2 separate regions of the Capra hircus genome follow, and region 2 is linked to region 1. The links are chromatin contacts, called in public Hi-C maps. All regions are on one chromosome and are shown on one strand. The core of a region is the stretch at or near the end of the contact, and the rest is flanking DNA. Distances in the headings are between cores, read along the strand shown. Region 1 overlaps C4H7orf72. Region 2 has its middle 44 kb from the start of FIGNL1.

Region 1 (6,156 bases), core at 1,529-4,028:
TTCCATGCATGTTACAAAGGAAACCCCCTTCCTCTGAGTGAGAGTTTTTTTCCACTGCCTCTAAAACACCTGCAGAATGAAAATGCCTCTAAGGTCACAGCCTTCCATCAGAGCAGTAAGAAGCCAAGATGGAAGCTCGACAAGGGCTGGATCTAAAACACCATCCAACTATTGGTGCTTGACCTGTGCCAGACAGGTTACTGATGTTAAACAGTATTCTACGTCATGTTATAATAATGATATTATATTACATCATATCTAAAAATAACAAACATGAACTAGAGGACTGAATTAATGATAAGCTGCTTGGGCTTGAGAAATGAATGCAGTTGCATAATAAACTGCCACATATTTGAAAACGAAAGTCCTCACCCACGCTGCTTCTAGAATCTATTCCATTTAACCCTTTTTCAGGGACAACAAAGGGGAACTTTTTTCCATCTTAAGCAACAAGACTAGAGGAGAGCAGATTCTGGGGGATGCTCTATAGACCCATGGCTGATGGGGATAAGTAAGGTTTTTCAGATGAAAGACACTGAAAAGTACAAGCTCCGAGAGAACTTCCAAGTCAGCTGCAAGATCAGACCCATTCCCTCACTTAAGGGAAGCTAAGGGAAGCAGGAACCCATTTAAAAATAAGCGGTCTTCATGTCTGTCTTTGCTCCATAGTTGCTAGTCTTCTGAACACCTTCTTTGGCACCCGATTCCCAAAATAAGCCTAGGGTTGGTCTGCTATGGGTAACTGAGTAAATTACTGCCTAAGTTTATAACTAAGTGGTTTTTCTCAACAAAGCATAATAAAATAGAAATTAAATAACTTGAAAAATATAAGGAACTTTAGTAAATCAGTTAGAAAAAAAAGGGGCCCAGATGGCATATAATTAAAAGACAAATAGAAAAATAAGGCAAATATGGAGAAAACCAAGTTATGCGTAGATTATAAGTCATGCATACGTGGATGAGAATTCCAGCATGAACAGGCTCTCTGTAACACAGACCCGACTAATCCTCAGGAGCCCATACCCTTTGTGACACTTACGTGGGCTGCTTTATTTAATCTCACAACACTCCATGTCCTTGGTCCTGGGACCATGCCATGGTAGAGATGTGGGCACTGAGGCTTGAGCACAAGTCTAAGCCATGTGCCCAGAGACAACAAGGCTGGCAGGTGGTGGAACCGAGTGGTCCCGGAAGGCCCTGAAACCCAGGCTCCCAGCTGAGCTGCATCTGTTCTGTGTTAAGGGTAGTGCAAGTTCAAGTCATCTGGACCCTTGTTTACCAAGAGCTATGCTATGTCAGGCAGAGAAGACAACAGCATTCCACTCCAGTACTCTTGCCTGGAAGATCCCATGGATGGAGGAGCCTGATAGGCTGCAGTCCATGGGGTCGCGAAGAGTCGGACACGACTGAGCGATTTCACTTTCCCTTTTCACTTTCATGCATTGGAGAAAGAAATGGCAACCCACTCCAGTGTTCTTGGCTGGAGAATCCCAGGGATGGGGGAGCCTGGTGGGCTGCTGTCTCTGGGGTCGCACAGAGTCGGACACGACTGAAGTGACTTAGCAGCAGCAGCAGCAGCAGCAGCAGCATGCTATGTCAGGACTCAAACAGGCTAGGCTCCTGATCGCTTTCACATTAAGGAGGAAATTCTGTAAATGCACAACTAGAGGTTCACAGAACCTAAGTGGGGCAAAGACGACTGATGCAAACTAGGAGCAGGGCACCAGAGAGGGATGTAGCCAGATGCTTGCGCTGAGTGTGCTGGGGGCTGGCATCTGCCTCCAGGGTGGCACCCCTGCCCTGTGACCCTGGACGGGTCTTTGGGGACCACCTCTGCCCAAGTCGGGGTGAGGACATTCACAGTTCCCTTGCAGGGAATGTGGGGCCAGGGTACCTGGGCAAAGTGTTGGCCTAGTGCAACAGTAGGAAGCAGGCCTGGGAAGGTGGGGAAAGGGGAGGGAAGGCTGAGGGAGCAGCTGAGAAGTCCAAATAGCACCAGCGTGCTTCCGGTCACTGGGCTGTGGGTCCCTGAATATGATGAGATACTGTGGCCCCAGGATCTGCTCAGGAATTAGTTTCACTCTTAGCATCATCGTGTTCTACAGGACATGCTTTTCTCCCTCTGTTCTCAGGGAAACGTTACCTCTTCCATCCAAAACGGGACACAGAAATGAGCCAACAGCTCCGATCAGAGCAGGGCTGGGGCCCCAGGAAGCATTCACTGGCCGCAGGTGGCCCAGGGGAGTGGGAGCTCTGTTCTCTTAACTGCTCACAAAATGAGTGTCTGGGGCTCTTTAATCATTTACTCTGCCTCAGCCTCCTCATCTGTAAAGTGGGGAGAGAGCCTGTTCCCCCACCTTTGGCCTCATCACACTACTTTGAAAAACAAATGAGAGAGTCGATGTGAAAGTTCTCTGAAAAGGCAGAAGTGTGGGCCAATGTAAGGAACTGCTATTCATAGCCTGGCCTGAAGCTGGGCTGTGGTTAAGATTTTGTTAAAGGTGCAGCACACCCAGGAGGGCAGGGCGGTCCCCTCTGCCGGCTCAGGACTTGGCCCATGGCCGCCTTGGGATCACTTTGGACAGTTACGTATCATTTGCAAATGCTTCATCAGAGAGATGCCTGAGGTCAAGGCACAGCGAATGTGAAACTGGGTGAAGTCCTGAAATAAAAGATCAAGGTTGAGTGGAAGGCAGCACGGTGGAAGCACCAAGCTGGCTTGGGAAACGGTGGTCTGGAAAGCACCGGGCGTGGTGGGGTTGGGTGTGGGTCAGAGGGCGCGGGCTCTGCTTTGTCACCTGGGTGTGCCCCCTCCTGTCCTCCTTGGTGAGACAAGGGAGGGGCTGGGCCAGCCGAGATGCACACACGCCAGAGCCCGTGTGGTCCCTTTCAGAAGAAAGCGCATTCCCTTTTCTTAGGAAAGGGCAAGGTCCTATGCTTTGGGATCCTGACTTGGCACGCATCTGCTGTTTTGAAACCACGTGGAACCACAAGATAGGTACTAACAGAAAAAATCTTCTCTTCCACCCTGTTCATTACGCTCTTGCGAAGAATATGGCTCTAGTATTCGGGAGAAAGATAAAGAACAGATTTGGAAAAAATTGGGGGTTCCTTATGTTTCCCTTGCTTGCTTGACACAGATTATAAGTGAGGAGTGACTTTGTATCTTTCTTGTTTTTTTAATTCCTACTCAGTTCCCTGAACTTCCAGAACTCCTGTTGAATCTAGTGGATACTATGGATTCTAGTTCCCAAAGGAGGCTCAAGTTTGAAGTTAGGAACTTCAGTGGAGACTGAATTACTGTCTTGAATTCCTTAACTCTGAATATCCTTTAAAAATAGGTCATGCTTACCAAATCAAAAAATATTTTAATGCAAAACTCATGCAAGAATTCTGCTTTCAGGGATTTGTTCTAAAAGAAACATACACATGACTGTGCAAAGATAATGTGGAGGGTGTTTGTTGCTGTACTTTTTAACAGCAGAAAAAATTTCAATAACTACTTGGTCCACGTAAACTATACCTTGCAGTGGAGTATCACACAGCCATTAAAAAGGATTTCCACAGCCCTGCCCACTGCTGAGGAAAATGTCCACTGCACCTGTCAGTCTTACACGTCCCCACACCTCCCCACCTGCACACACAATGATGTGTAGCAGCCTACACACAGACATTCATGCAGGCCTCGCAGCAAAGTCTAAAGTACGTATCAACTTTCAATACTGAGACTGAGAATGAAAGAAAGAGCTAATTTACTTTTTACAAATATAATTGAATTATTTTTATAATAAACACATTTGGAAGGAAAAGAAGGTGCTATCTGGTGAGCTTAAATGCTAGCACTAAGGTGTGAGTACACACACAGGGCGTAAACTTTGGTTCCACTGCAAATATGTTGATATATTTTGACCTCATAGTCCATTGCAAGAAGTCTCCCTTTAGTAAATAACTCCAAGTTATGAAAAAGATTCACTTAAAAAGTATTTGACAACATTATTTATCATAGTTTTTACTATGTTTACAGAAATGTTTACAGAAAACATTTACATATGTAACCTAAATGCGCTAGTCAATGACAGTGCTGCGTGGGCTGTGCTTAGTTGCTCAGTCATGTCCGACTCTTTGAGACCCCATGGACTATAGCCTGTAAAGCGCCTATGTCCTTTGGGATTGTCCAGGCAAGAATACTGGAGTGGGTTGCCATGCCCTCCTCCTGGGGATCTTCCCAACCCAGGGATCGAACCGAGCTCTCCCACATTGCAGGAGGATTCTTTACCATCTGAACCACTAGCAAAGCCCAAGAATACTGGAGAGGGTAGCCTATCCCTTTTCAAGGGGATCTTCCTGACTCAGGAATCAAACTGGAGTCTCCAGCACTGCAGGCAGATTCTTCACTGGCTGAGCTACCAGGGAAGCTCCCTGAAAGTCAAAGACAGTACATCTATAAAAATAAAAAAATTACGATCTACACAAATAAAATATTATGATGAGTTCATAATAACATGTGCCCAAGATGATGCGATGAAGTGAATGCAGTAAAAATCGCATTTGCAGCACGATCACAGCTATATAAACACAAGGAAGACGGAGGATGCAGATGACGGACGGAAATATGCCGAAATCTTCATAACAGCTATGTTTTTATGCGACAGTTTATTTTTATTACTGTTAATTTTTTCTGTTTTCTATAACGATCAGATTCGGTTCTAGAATTTTAAAAGTTAATTTTAAAACTATTAGCATAATCACCACCAATACACAGGGCATGTCAAATGATTTGGTGCCCAGAATACAAAATCAACGAATAAGGAATATTTGAAAGCATTCATCTTTCGGGAAAACTGGTGATTCCAACCACTGAACCCAAGAGTCTGTAGCCTTGACTCTGTCTGAAATGCGGCTTCCACTGAAAGGGCGGGGGCAGGCAGTGTTCCTGGCCTAAGTGTCATGGGTTATGAGGAAATCCTTAAAGATGATCTCATTCAGACGTTTCCCTTTAGGAAAGTTTAAGGTGAGAAAACCAAGGAAGAGTCATCTTTGCTTTCGAGCAGGATGGTACTCTATTGGGCACAAAGTGCGATTCTGTGTTCTGGGTTTTGGACCTCATGCAGATGACATCACGTTGCATGCATCTCTGTACTTGGCTCAGTGTGGTACTGCAGAAACAACACAGTATTTTGTTTAGAGATTCAAGTATATGTAGCAAAGCTACCAAGCAGAGCAAGCAGAGGATGAGCACAAAGACTGATGTAATGACTTCTGGGCTGGGGAAGGAAACTCAGGAGACGAGGTCATCAGGGGGATACAGGCAGCGTAAAAGATGTGAATAAAATACTGTTTCCTTGGCTAGGCCTGGGACACAGGCATTTCCTTGTTATTTTGCTTTATATTTTAAATAGGACACTGAATATTTTGTATCTATATCTCATAATAAAAACGGAAAGTCTTTTTCTGTGTTAACAAGTTACAGTGAATGAAAGTGTTAGTTGCTCAGTCATGTCCGACTCTTTGTGACACCATGGACCGTAGCCCGCCAGGTTCCTCTGTCCATGGAATTCTCCAGGCAAGAATACTGGAGTTAGTAGCCGTTCAGTTCTCCAGGGGATCTTCCTGATGACCCCAGGATCAAAGCCAGGTCTTCTGCATTGCAGGCAGATTCTTTACTGTCTGAGCCACCAGGGAATCCTTAAAGGGGATGCTGCGGCTGCATGGGTGGGAAATCCAATGGAGGCTTCCCGTGGGGCAGGGGAGAACTCTACCACTAACCACCTATGCTCCATTAAAATTCTATTAAAAAGTGAAACCTCACTCAAAGAAGAAACTTTGCAACCTTGGACGCCCTCTAGTGCCCAATTTAAGTAAGTGCGATTAATGTCCAATTCTACATGGTTCACTCAAATTTCCTTCCCTTAAAAACACTAACATCACGATGAGGTAGAAGGGCATGCTCCCAAGTTCACTCAGGGTAAACAGCATGTTACACCTCAGCTTTTAAAATGCTGCCAGGCTGCTCTTTACTCTCTTTGAAGAGTGATCCAGAAGAATACGTTCTGTTCTTCAGCAGGAATGTGTCATAAAACACTTCAAAATTCAAATGTATATTTCAAAGGAAAAATGCTAGAAAATTTGATGCCAGAAGAATATTTTCAATTGAGC
Region 2 (5,640 bases), core at 590-3,089, 250 kb before region 1:
GCCACCACGCTTGCTTCTATTTTCTCTCCTTACCCCTTTGGTTTGCTTGTTTCCCTGTCCTCCACTTGCCCTGCTTTCTGCAGCTTTAATTGTTCTGTAAACAGGCCCCTGTCTCCTCTCTGCCTCTGGCCCAGACTAGCTGTGCCCGGTGGAGCGTGGCTACCCAGTGTCTCAACCCTCCTCCTCCCCATCGGCTGCGTCCCCCAGGACTGCCCAGCCTATCCCCTGGATGCGGGCCCCTGCCAGGGCCCACAGGAGAGGGCCCTCCTGGAGACCTCGGGAGCCTGAGGCCTGTGTCCCATTGTCTCCTGTCTTTCTCTGGGGAGACGATGTTGGCCCTGAAGCATGTGGAAAAATGGGAGGCGGATTCAGGAGGAAGAGCCCTGGGCTGGGGGGGGGGGGGTCCAGGCCATCATCTTGGTGGGATAAGACTTCACAGACCTCAAGGAGCAGGGGACAAGTGTGCCCTGTGCCATGTGCCCTCTGGGGAGTGAAGTTTGGGGATGATGAGGCAAGACCTCTGCCTCATAGTCCAATGGAGGAGGCAGCCACTTAACAGAGCACCATGTGAGGCCTGAGACAGACTTAGCTCGGAAGCCTGGAGATCTGGCCTTGAGACAGCTCCAAAGATTAGTTAAGAACAAAGGTTCAGCCTTGTTACACGCCTAGCTCAGCAGCTGGCACGGCTTGGGGAGCATTCCAGGGCCTGTGGGCTCATCATATGCAGAAGCCTAGGTGCCAGGCTGCCAAAGGTTAGACGCCTGGAGTGATGCGGAGAATCAGGTCCTGATCAGACCAGATGACATCTGCAAGGGGTGGACTTGGACCCCAGACTAGGCTCCCTGACTCCAGGGCTCCTGGGGTTGGCACAGACCCTCAAGCACATGGCTGTTCAGTCACCCTCGAGTCTGACTCTTTGGACCCCATGGACCGTAGCCCGCCAGGCTCCTGTCCATGGGATTCTCCAGGCAAGAATGCTAGGGTGGGTTGCCATGCCTTCCTTCAGGGGACCTTCCCAACCCAGGGATCGACCCTGCAGCTCCTACGTGCAGGCGGTTTCTTTACCACTGAGGCACCAGGGGAGCCCCCCCAGAATGCACTGCACCTATTTTATTTTTGAACAGTAACACGTATGAGTGTTTTCTTGTAGGATGGTTTAAAGGCAGCTTCAAAGAATCGTGATACTTAAAGGAGTGGGACCTGGGTATGGGCAGGGGAGCCACACGGGTTTTCTGAAGGGTAGTGCCCAGGGGGAGGAGGGCCCTGAAAGGGGAATCAAGCCGAGGGCCGAGACCACATGCCCTCCTCACTGCGGGGCTTCGGTCCGCCCTTGCCCACAGGAAGCAGGAGGGAGGAAGCTGACGGGGACACAGAGGCAGGTGCGGGGAGCAGAGGCAAGGTGCTCGGAGGCCTGGAGTCCCACCGTGGGGTCCCTCTGAGAGGGAGCAAGGCTTTGAGTGGGGCAGGCACTGCTGCGCTGCCTTTGGGGGCCAGAGACCCTGGGATTGGGCACGGGAGGCCCCGGATCAGGCAGAGCAGAGGGAGGGAGGCCGGAATCATGCAGGGAGAAAGAAGGTATCTTTGGACAATTCACACACTGAACGTCACATCTAGTTGGTCTGACAAAACATGGGAAAGAAGAAGTGAAATTTGTTAACTGCACCGAGATCCAGGCAGTTCACTTCAGGGGACAGCTTTGGTACCAAATTATCCTTATTATGCAAATCTCCTCCCCAGGCAGCCAGCCTCCAGTTGTGCCTGGGGACTGCGGGGGCCACATCTGCTTCCCGCCCTGCAATCCCCGTAGCCACAGCCCACCTGCTGGGCTGGCGCAGCAGCCCGCTGCCAGGGAGGGGGCGCGGGCAGCCCATGCTGGGGGAGCGGGGTGGGGGCCCAGAGGAGACAGCACACAGGGATTATGCCTTGTTCCTGTCCTTGGCTTCCCCAAAAAGCGGAAAAAGTGAGGGGACTTCACACTGAGGTTTTCACCTTCCTCCTTAGGAAAATACAGCCCAGAACTTGGCATGTTTAGAAGCATCTGGTCCCAGCTGAGGCCTGAGGTCCAGGCTGTACCAAGTTCCCCATTTCCTTCCTGCCAGCATCAGCCTCAGGGGTCCCCAGCCCATCCCTGCCTCCGGCATCTCCCTCCCCGGGCCCCCCGCCAACTGTCACGGCCTGTGTCCGGGTGCTCAGCTGGCAGCTTCTTCACAGCCCGCTCCTGGTCTCAGCTGCTGTGCTGGGCCTGCTGCTCGGCCTCTCCTTCGTGGAGGGGGCCTGGGCGCCGGGCTCCCCTCCTGTCTGGGACCATCGCCCTCGTCTCCGTGGGAACAGAGCTCGGCCGCCCTCCCAGCTCGCTCTGCCCTCGGGCGCCTCCTGGGTCCATCCTGCTTTCTCGCTCTAGACCACCTGACTCTCAGACTGTGACCTGTCTTCACAGCTGACCCATTCTCGTGACCCAGTGCCTCCCCAGCTCCCCCGCTCAGTCCCCCTGCGCAGCCCACGCTGCCCCTGCCCCCCACTAACCGCGCACACACCGGACCTGAGGCCTGGGGCCAGCACCTCACAAGTGCTCCGCGTGCAGTCACCTCAGTCATCTTCAGGAGACAATCACACGCGTCCGTGCTTACGGACCCGCACCTCAGTCTGTTGGTTGCTGTCACAAATTGCCAGACACCGGGCGGCTTGTGAACAACGAAGTTCATTTCCCGCAGTTCCGGAAGCTGGAAGTCTTGCAGTCAGGGCCAGGTGAGGCCCCACTCCCGGTGGTGGGTTTCTCGCTGTCCTCACAGGAGACAAGGGTGAGGGAGCCCCTTAAAGCCTCTTTATTAGGACACCAATCCCAGCAGGTGGCGCTAGTGGGAAGAGATGCGGGTTCCATCCCCGGATTGGGAAGATGCCCTGGAGGAGGGCGTGGGAACAGACTCCAGTATTCTTGCCTGGAGAATCCCGTGGATAGAGGGGTCTGGCGGGTTACAGTCCATGGGGTTTTGAAGAGTCGGACACGACTGAAGTGACTTAGTACGTAGCAATCCCACCACGAGGACTCCATCCTGATGACTTGGTCACCTGCCAAACGGCCACCTCCAAATACCTTTGGGAGGCAGGATTTCCACATATGATTTCTGGAGAGACGCATTCAGACCATACCAAGCACCTACTATGTGCCAGGTAACTCTTCTTGACACTGAAGATATGGCAGGAATAAAAACAACCCTGCTCCTGGAGACCACACCCCAGGGAGAGAGAGTCAAACCCTCTGCAGCCCCGCTGCTGGTAGGTTATGCCTTCCCCCCTTGCAGGCCTCCTGCCTGCTCCTCTCCTTGCTCGCCGGCTTCTCATTACGCCACTCTCTTCTCTGCCTCCGGGGGCTCCCCTGCACCTGCTTCTCTCCTCCTCACGCTCCTCTGGCTGCAGGCACTGAGCCTGCTTTCTCTTGCTTTCCTGGGCTCTGCTGCCTGCAGGATGAGGGTTCCGCTCCCCCTCCCCTTTCTTGCAGGGCGAGGGCTCAGCCTCCTCAAGCGGTGCCTGAGTTTAAATCCTACCTGCATCCGGCTGGGCAAGTCTGCCTGGACTCAGCAAGTCCACAGTGGTCAGGCACTGAAGCTGGTTCCTCTAATCTAGGTTTCACAGGTAGCACAGCTAGTATTTTGGTTTTCCCCTCTCTGACTTTTCTCGTCAGGCAAACCCACTCCAGTATTCTTGCCTGGAGAATCCCATGGACAGAGGAGCCTGCCGGGCGGCAGTCCATAAGATCACAGAGTCGGACCTGACTGAAGCGAGTTAGCACACGTGCACGGGTTGTTTTAAATTTAAGAGGGGAAGAGAGAGACATTATTAATTTTGAATAATTACTCACTTCACTAATAATCAATTATTAAGTTCTTCCTCTGTCAAAACAGAGGGAGGTGGCTAGGCTGGAGGAGAGAGGGAGGTGGCTGGGTTGGAGGAGAGGGTTAAGGCTGTGTCTGCCTTGATGGGGGCCAGGTGGGTGGGGTCAGCTTGTCTGGACTCGAGGAACTGGCCCCATTGGAGGCAGGTGGACCCCACGCAGACCTCCTGCTCCAGAAAGGTCAGGAGTGGGCCTTTGGAAACTCCATTTCTGAGAACCAGCCAGGTGATTCTGAGCTGCATTTGAGAACCAGGGTCATGGGGGATTTCTGGATGCCCCAGGGCCTGGGGAAGGCGGTGTGGGTAAGGGAATCTGGAGGCGGTCTTGAGCTGGGAACTGGGAGTTTGGGTTAATGCTGGGAGAGGCCAATGGGAGGACGGGAGCCTGGCCATGAGGCAAAAGTTCTATTCTAGGAGCTGAGCGGCTCCATCTCCACCCGCCCCACCCCGGTCACAGGCAGCAAGGGCCAGGCTCTTGGGGAAGGCAGGGAAGATCCAGGCTGTGTAGGCAGCACCTGAGCTCCAGGCCTGCCTGGCAGCTGTGCTGGGCTGCTCTCTGGGTTCCGGAGTAGAAAAAGACCAGCAGGGTTCAGAGTGATGCCTGGGCTTCTGAGCAACGGGGGACCCCTGCCTTGGTGGTCTGAGCACTTCTTCCAAGTCTTGTACTGATTGCCCAGCTCCTAGATGTCTGTTTCGAGCCCTGCTCAGGATTTGGAGTTGAGAGGCTGGCCATATGGAAAAACGAGACTTTTGGCAACAGCCAAGCAATCCTGTTCCTTAGAGTGCACATACTTTTAGGGAAAACGCAGAACTTCACCAAGGAGTCACAAAACCTCCAAGATGTTTTATTTTGATAGAAAATATGACCAATTAATTGGAAATGGGATCAGAAATTGTTGGCACCTGAGTCCCCAGTTCTGATGTTTAGCTCCTCAGATTTCACGCTAATATGTAACACACAGCATGTTTTGTAAATTTACAGCACTCATCAGGAATAGAATTGGATGAGCATCTGTCTTCAGGGAGGATAAAAAACTGCACTCAGGAAACTGCCAGAGCTGCCCCAGGGGGAACAGCAGAGGAGGAGCTGTCCAGAACACGCCAGGCTCTCCCAGGTGTGCAGGGAACAGTGTCTGTCTGACAACTGCAGCCACACCCCGCTCCCTTCACTCAGCATCTTCCAGGCCCTCTGTGCAGGCGATAAGGCTCTCTGAACCTTGGTGCATCCACCTGGAAGCAGTTGCAGTTGTCCTGGGTCTGACCAGGCAGACTGTTCCCGACTCTTACCCCTCCCAGGTGTGAATGTCAGCTGTTCTGCTCCTCACCATCGCCTCTGCTCATTACCATAAAGGAAACACCCTCCAGGGTCGACTTCCCAGAGTGGGGCTCACCAGGTTGGGCACATGGGGTGGGTGCACCCCTGATTCACTGAGGGCTTGCAAGGGGACCAGAGGAAGCTTAATGGCTTACAGCATCAAAAAGATGCTGAGGATCATCATTCTTAGCATGACTTCAATAATATAAAAGGTAGTGAAAACCAAGAAATGAAGTCTATCATCCTGTGCAATGCTCTTAAAGGGAGGGTTTGAAACTTCACCCTCACTTCTTACCACGTCCTGGGTTCCAGGATGGATTGCTCCTCAACCCCTTCCCAAACTCAGTCGATGAGCTTGAGAGATGCGGGCAGGCCACTGCCCTCCTCAGATCCCTTCTAGTTGAGTGTTGGTCGTTCAGTTGTGTCCGACTCTTTGC

Evidence for each region. A called contact is a pair of places that touch in the nucleus more often than the background predicts.
Region 2: a Hi-C map of blood shows a contact between it and region 1, with 2.9 times the contacts expected there. The contact joins two enhancer-like sites. A contact is called at or near these places in 2 of 5 Hi-C or Micro-C datasets (both in blood).

The regions. Positions count from the first base shown.
Region 1 is chr4:114,761,728-114,767,883 of ARS1.2, reverse strand. All of the region lies in intron 7 of C4H7orf72, which reads right to left. Among named protein-coding and RNA genes, the nearest start is that of C4H7orf72, 56 kb to the right of the region's middle. Within about 2 kb of position 2,778, at least 1 of the 5 cell types and tissues checked has an H3K27ac peak or open chromatin away from gene starts, as enhancers often do.
Region 2 is chr4:115,013,065-115,018,704 of ARS1.2, reverse strand. No RefSeq gene overlaps it. Among named protein-coding and RNA genes, the nearest start is that of FIGNL1, 44 kb to the left of the region's middle. Within about 2 kb of position 1,839, at least 1 of the 5 cell types and tissues checked has an H3K27ac peak or open chromatin away from gene starts, as enhancers often do.